Regions from separate parts of the Hordeum vulgare genome. Here region 2 is linked to region 1. A link is a contact called in public Hi-C data. All regions are on one chromosome and are shown on one strand. Each heading gives the region's core, a stretch centred on a gene start, on an enhancer-like site or on the middle of the called end of the contact. The rest is flanking DNA. Distances are from core to core; before and after follow the strand shown.

Evidence for each region. Hi-C and Micro-C count contacts between places; a contact is called where the count stands out from the background.
Region 2: a Hi-C map of leaf shows a contact between it and region 1, with 8 times the contacts expected there. The contact joins two enhancer-like sites. A contact is called at or near these places in 3 of 6 Hi-C or Micro-C datasets (leaf and seedling).

What each region holds. Positions count from the first base shown.
Region 1 is chr4H:567,706,905-567,710,839 of MorexV3_pseudomolecules_assembly, forward strand. No RefSeq gene overlaps it. Among protein-coding and RNA genes, the nearest start is that of LOC123447096, 14 kb to the left of the region's middle. Within about 2 kb of position 2,022, at least 3 of the 3 cell types and tissues checked have open chromatin away from gene starts, as enhancers often do. A contact at or near this core is called in leaf and seedling, where this site is marked.
Region 2 is chr4H:567,926,695-567,930,629 of MorexV3_pseudomolecules_assembly, forward strand. No RefSeq gene overlaps it. Among protein-coding and RNA genes, the nearest start is that of LOC123450773, 33 kb to the right of the region's middle. Within about 2 kb of position 2,042, at least 3 of the 3 cell types and tissues checked have open chromatin away from gene starts, as enhancers often do. A contact at or near this core is called in leaf and seedling, where this site is marked.

The sequences.
Region 1 (3,935 bases), core at 772-3,271:
AATTATTCACCAATTCACAAGAAAATACTTGAAAGCAGTTTGTAATATAAAATATTGTTTGGAATTTTAAAAAATGTTTATAAATAGTAAAAAATGTTGTCGATTCTAAAAATGTTTCGAAATTTGTAAAAATGATTACGAATGATCGAATGTATGCAGTTCAACAGTAATGCTTCTGAGTTTTTCAGACTATATACCTGAGTGAATTTTGAAGAATTAATTGTGAGGGTGGATCGAAATATTATAGTATATTTTAAAAAATGTTTCTTGAAATTCAGAATAACTCTTTGAGTTACCAAGTTTTTTGACAACCATGATATTTTAAAAAAAAAATAAACATTGTTTCAACTTGTGAATTGTGAATAAAATTAAAATAAGAATTTTTTTTCTTGCATTTGTGAACAAAATTTCAAAATCATGCGATGAGATATGAAGATAATGTGGTCATCGCCATTGAAGACGGTGGTTTTTTTTTTTCCGTTGCAACGACGGGCCCTTTTGCTAGTATTTCATAATAGGTGTATCTAGAGAACGAACGTTTGGAGACCAAGCTCCACAGAGCTCAAAATTTTGGAAAAAATCATAATTCAAAATTTTTAGTTTAAAGAAAATCTGAAAAAAATATGCAAGTAAAAAAGGATGTTATGTGTATGCAATTTTTTTAGGATAAAATACATTAAAATACGATTTGCAAAAATAATAATTTCATGATCTAAGACGATGAATAATATCATGTGTTAAAAAGCCTCAGATTTGTTTTTTTATACAGACCTCACTTTAATGTATTTGGTTTTTTTAAAAATTTACACATATGTTATTTACGCCCTCACTTATCTCTGTATTTGTTTTCAGAATTTTTGAAAATATGAAAATATAAATTTTGATAAATTTTGAATTTAATTATTAAAAGCCTTTATGAAGCTCGGCCTCCAAAAGCAATTTCGGTATATCTATACCTATGAGTCAAAACATCACTCTCTATAATTTTATACTATAGTTAATACAAAATTGACTTAATTTTAAGACGGAACGAGTAATTCACATCACGCGGCAGTAGATTCGTCCGACGTCGATATGCTCTTTGATTGTTTTCCGACAACATTTCACGACTTATTCGATCACCAAACGGCTATTTGAAGTCGCTCCACGCCGGTGGTCTCGCGGTAGGGTGAGGCAAGCAGACGAGCAAGTCCGCGGTCGAGCACTGGCTTGGCTTGGCTTGCTTGCCTCCTCGGGAAGCCCAACCCAAGTTGCACAGATATCCATCCATCGTCAATCAAATCAATCAATGCCGCAGTCGTGATCCGTCTCCTACTACTACTACTACAATAATCCCCAGGACACGCTCCCTTTTCGGGACGGCCCCCCTTTGTCACGTTGCAACATCTATCTATATTGTTAGGTCTGTTTGGTTCCAAATAAGTCATTAATTTATAAGTTGAAAAGTGTAAAAAGTGACTTATTTTATAAACAGACCCAACTTATAAGTCACCTCAACATATAAGTAATAAGTTGCTTCACCTCAACTTAAAACTTATAAATCATTTACTTTTACGTAGAAAGGTGACTTATGAGTCAGAATAAGTTGCTTCACCTCAACTTAAAACTTATAAATCATTTACTTTTACGTAGAAAGGTGACTTATGAGTCAGATGATAACCAAACAGGCGTGATTTATAAGTCATTGGTTTTAAGTTACCTGATTTATTGAAACCAAACAGGACATTATAGTAAACGAGGAAAAGAAAGAAAAGAGTTTGTGTGTTGGCGATGCATCGTCAGCTACTCCTGGGCTCGCAGCTAGCAGCCAGCACTAGGTAGCTGCTGCGGCCTACTTTGGAATCCGCAGACGCTGAGGGGAGGTGACTCCCCATGAGGTTGCACGCAAGCTGACAAAACGACGAGACGAAGGAAAAGGAGAGAGAGGGCGTGGATGGATGGATGGATGGATGGATGGGTGACAGAGTGACATGGCACATCTCCCGAGGGAGATAAACCGCTGCCTCCCCGCCCCCTCGGCTTGTCCGGGCTCGACTCCACGCGGTACGTCCAGCCTTATCTAGAGACCATACACGGTAGGGTGCTCCGGGGCTACGCCGTAGAAGCGGTGATACCAGAGGAGGGGGGGAGGAAGGTGCAGATGAATTCAGTTTCCTCCTCCCATTTCGGCCTCTTTGCCCCACCCCTAGTCTCCAACGCCCCCGACGCATTTCGTCCGTCTACATTTGTTCAAGTTCGTACGGATAAAAAATTACGACCATAACACGCCGTTGTATTTCTATTTACATTTTTAAGTTACTTTCTTCGGTGTCCGTTTGGACGTATTTTTAATCAAAATTTGAACCTTGCGTCAACACGAACATGATACAAACGAGCCGCACGTTTGCTTGTCCTATTTAATGCCACGCGTGCGTCTAAGTCCACACGATTAACCATTGAAAACGTCCGCGTCTGTCCATTCTAAATGCAAGCGTGTGATGGGGGACGGCCTCATCCACATCCGTCCACATCGTGTTTGCTTTCCCATCCCCTCACATGAAACCTAGCCTTCATCGACGCCATGGACTTCTTCAACAAATGTGGCAAGCATGACCACTAGTCCGCGCGTAGTGGCCAACTTCACGTTGGTGCCACGAGCTCCTCGTAGGCGAGTTGTACATCTCTATGCACCCGGTGCTTTATCACTAGATGTGGTGTCAAAACAGACAGACCTTGGGCGGGGGGGGGGGGGGGGGGGGAGGAGCTATGAGATCCGAGAGATGGTAATAGGAGACAAAAACACGAGGAGGTTATCGAGGTTCACGCCCTCTTGATAGAGGTAAAACCGTACATCCTGCTCTTGTTGTATTGATATTGTAAGATTATAGAGTTGATCTACCTCGAGATCGTGGATTTGTGGGCTAAACTCTAGGGGTTGTGAGGTTGTGTATGGAAATGTATGTCATAATGATCTATCGATTAGCCTGCCCCGACTTATATAAATGCATCGAAGGCCTAGGATAATAAGGGTCCTAGTCGGCTATGTCGGAGGAGATGGGTCCTTGTCTTGATCATCAAGGCTTGTTAAATCTTCCTCGTATATGTCATGGTTTGTCTGAAGTGGCCTATTAGTGAACCGCCATGGGGGTCCTGATAGAGGCAAAGTTGTCCATGCCTTTCGATGAGATGGTGGTTATCGTTTTTGTTGGAGTATACTTTGATGATCCGACTACGAACGTGCGAGGATGCCGCGCCTTAGCAATCGCTAAACCAACTCCGAGAGGTTATTGACCACGCCGGAGCACGATCAACCTGACCACGAGGGTCTGTTTCCTACACGCAAACGAAGAACAAGCAAGAAACTAAGATTGCAATCTGGATATTGCATATATAGGAGGAAATCTTTATCAATAAAGATGGGGTTCTGTGACGCCTTTGTGTGGTCGTGGAACACAAACGAAGAACATGAAGTAGCAGCTATGGCGAACTTGTAATCTAAAGAAAACCCAAGTCTAAATGTGTCCTAAGGGCTGTATATATGAGGAAACAGAGATGGATTTTCGTGACCCTTGAAGGAGGGGTATGAAAACTACCCTAAACTCGATTTCCCCACGCATACAGACTCTAAAAACAGCCTACATGGTAGTATTTCAAAATTACATGGGCGTGGCCCAAAAATAAGGTGAGCGACACCTATAATAGCCTATGGACATAATTTATAAAATGGCATCTTGAATATTTCGTCCAAGCCTTCATGCTCTCCTTATGGTGGTTTCAAAGTGCGAAAATCACGAGTGGAAGCTCCATTGTGCTTTCCCGTGCGTGCACCTTCTTCTCCATGCTTGATCCCTCTCCAACGTATATCCTTCGTGTGCATGCTAGGTCCTTCATTCATAAGTACAACAAAAATATTTAACTTAGGCAATATCATATTCATGAACATTAGAAGGATTTCC
Region 2 (3,935 bases), core at 792-3,291, 220 kb after region 1:
TAGAAAAGTGGTATTCGTGTTTCAGAATAGTTTCGGGGTTTTCAAGTATTGTACGAGGAGTGTCGGAAGGGTTCCGGGGGTCCACCGAGAGAGGCCCACCATCCCGGGAGCCACATGGGCCTGAGAGGTGGCGCTCCAGCCCCTGGTGGGATTGGGAAGCCGACCCGAAGAGGCCCATGCGCCCAAGGGTAGCTGGGAGAAGCGCCTTGGTGGAGGAGGAGTCCTCCCTAGGGTGTCCACCTCCCTTGTGGGAGGAGGACTCCTTCCTAGTTTGGTCGAACCCTCTCTCCTTGGAGGAGGGGCCAAGGCTAGCCCTACCTCAGCCTAGTCATTCGGGTATTTTGGTTATTTCGGTTCGAGTAGTTCGGTTTATGGGTAATTCGGGTATTCGAAAATGGGAACCAAAATTGTTTCTGTCAAAAAAATACCCGAACCCAAATTACCCAAAATTTCGGTTGGGGTAATTCGGGTACCCAAAATACCCAAAATATTCGGAGCATACATCAACTTTTGATATGAATAACTCGGAAAGTATGGGTATTTTTGGTAATATGGGTATTTATGTTAGTATGGGTAACAAGTTAGTGTAATAATAACATGAAAATTTTGGACAGTATGAATAATTTGGGTAGTATGGGTATTTCGGGTTTTTCAGACTAGAACCCGAACCCTAACCCGAAAACCGAATAGTCAAAAAATGAGAACCGAACCCTTACCCGATACCCGAATTACCTCACAATACACAATACACTTTCATGAGAGAAGCTGGTTTCCAACATGACTTTGTGTAATAGTAGCGGGTTCGGGTTCGGGTAGTCCTTCCTCCTATAAATAGAGAGGGAGAGGGAGGCAGCCAATACACAATTGTTTGGCGGCGCCCTACCTCTCTCTCTCTCTCGTAGATGTTAGTCTTCATCGATTGATCTTGGTGAGCATAGGAATTTTTTTGTTTCCCATGCGACGTTCCCCAACAATAAGTTCGGTGAAGTATAGACATGACCAGAGCACTTTCCGATCAATGATGAACAGCGGAACCATGGAGATCCATATTGATCCCTATACCCACATGAATGAATATTTGAGAGAACATGTAATTGCCAAATCTTGTTACCCTCAGCAAGAATCATGCATACATGGTAGAAATCGACAAATGGTATTTCAAAGGGTTCATCACAAAGATGAAATGATACGGTAGGGATTTCCTGCCTAGGCTTGAACCAGAAATTTTGCGCATAAGTATTGGTGCGGAGTTGGTATTGATTACACTCATTTGCGAGGAATGAGGTTAGTGGCGTTCTGCACGAGTTGCACAAAGTCATGTTGGAAACCAGCTTCTCTAATGAAAGTGTGACACAACCATCCGCATAGTCACACATCAGCATCCTGAGGAAGATTATACTTAGGTGCTTCTTGAGGTGTTTTCTATAGACCCCGACTCGAAGAACCCTTTGTAAATATCCGCTTAAACATCTCTCGGTTTGGAGAAAAACCACCTCTCGATTATTTATGGACTAAATCATAGTTAAAAAAAATTGTTCGTGCATTTCAAAAAAAGTTCAGAAATTTTCAAAAAATCTTGATTGCAAAGAAGTTCACAAATTTGAAAAATAAAATCATGGATTTGATAAAAGTTCAGGATTTTGGAAAAGAAGTTCACGAATTTGGCAAAAGTCCATGAAATTTGAAAACATATCCACAAATTTGAAAAGAAGTTCTGGATTTTAGAAAATTGTTTGAAATTTTGAAATACTTTATGAATTTAAAACTGTTCACGAATTTGAAAATGTTTTTGAATTTGAAAAAGCTCGTGAATTTTTAAGAAAAAAAAGAAAAACATGATGAAAAATTTAATAGGAAAAGAGGGAAAATAAACTGAAAGAGACTAAAAATAAAAACGAAGAAGAAAACCAAAAGAACCGCAGGCAGAATCATCTGGATTGTTCACAAAACAAAATACGAGCTCTACTGTATGCTTCTCTAAGATGGGCTGATCCACTGTTTCGTTGGGGTGTTCGCTGCGTACAAAATTCGGCGCATCCTTAGACCGTTTCTGGGGAGCTCCTAGGCAGCGCTGCAGTCGCCCGTTAATCATCCGACGCCTGCAGCGTAGTTGGCAAGGACCGGCCCACTAGCACACGAGCTGCCGGGTTTTTTGGTTCTGTTTTTTTGTCTTAATCTACTCCATCTGTTTCTAGATTAGTTCTTCACAACAACAAATACTATAATACAGAGGGAGTAGTAGGAAAAACACCAACCAAATTTTCCATTTTTGACAAAAATAAAAATATAAATTAAAAAAGTTTACAGTTTTAAGTAAAAAATTACATCCACTTGAAAACAACATTCCTTTAAAAACTGTTCATCAATTTAAGAAAAGGTTCATCCAATTTGGAGAAAGTTCATTAAATTTGTACAAAGTTCTTTAAAATTTACAAATTTCATAGAAATTAAAAAACAATTCATTTATGTTGAAACAATTCATGTATTTCAAAACAATTCATTGAACTGAAAAGAAAATTTCGTAAATGTTAAATAATTTCATCAATGTTAAAAAAAATCATCCCATTTCAAAAAGATGTTCATAAATTTTCAAAGAATTCATTAGTATTCAAAGCAGTTCATAGAATTTTAATATTTAATACAAAGATTCATCGTTTCCACAGAAAAGTTCATACATTTTAAATAATGTTCCTCAAAATTTTAAAAAAGTTCAACAATAGTTAAAATAGTCCATAGTATTTTCAGTACAAAAATTCGTCACCCTGCATTTAGATGGGCTCGCCCATGTAAGAACGCTGCAGGCGCCAGTTCAAAAAATAGACGTTAACTGGCGCCTCTGGCACCAAATAGGAAATAGTCGTTTCTGGCGTCTTCTCACAAACCAGGCTGCTGTGGAACGAGTGGCCGCGCAAACCGGGAGGTCCTACCTGCCGCAATCTGTGGCAGGGAGGCGCTAGCACGCACGGGGGGCTCGCCCAAACTTGACTAGCTCAGCTTTTTTTTTTCTTTCAAAAAATCTAATAAGTTTCTTTTTTATGTTTATTTCCTTTTCTTTGGTTTGTTTTTCTTTATTTTTTTCTTTTCTTTTCGTATTTGAAGCAAAAACATGTTTCGAATGTGAAGAACATTTTTCAAAATTCCAGCACATTTTCTGAAATTATGAATAAAGTTTAAAAAATATAATTTTTTAGATTTTGGAACATTTTTTAAAAGCAAGTACATTTTTCGAAATCTAATAACAATTTCTGAACACAAAATTACTTATAATATTTACAAAATTATTTTCTGAAAATATTAGACATTTGTTTGCAAATACCAAACATTTTGGAAAAATGCTGAACATCTTTTGAAGTTTGAAATGTTTTTGAAAAACGGCAACTATGTGAAATTTAGAACATTTTTTAAAAATTTTGAAAAACAAAAACATTTGTTGAATTTGAAGAACATTTTTTTAAAATCCAGTACAGTTTTTGAAAATCCTGAACATTTCTTGAAATTGCGGGACAATTTTTCGAAAATCCAGAACAGTTTTTAAAAATCCAAAACATTTTACGAATTTGAAGAACAACTTTTCAAAATCCAGTACATTTTTCGTAAATAAATAACTTTTTTTGCAATGATTGTTTTCTGAAAATTCCGATTTTTTTTAAAAAAAATCCAGAACATCTTGTGAGAATCTAAAACATTTAAGAAAAGGAAAAACAATTTCCGAATTTGAAAAACAATTTTCGAAAATCTCGAATATTTTTTAAAATCCAGGTCCCTTTTGAAAATTCAAACATTTTTTGAAACAAAAACGAATATAGAAAAAAGAAAACGAAAAAAAGAAAAACCGGATCGGGGAACCTCTAGAAGGTTTCCATAACTGGGAGCGTTGGAACATTAAAAGGGCCGGCCCGCTCCCGAACGATCGATGGTTATAGTGTGTGAAGCCC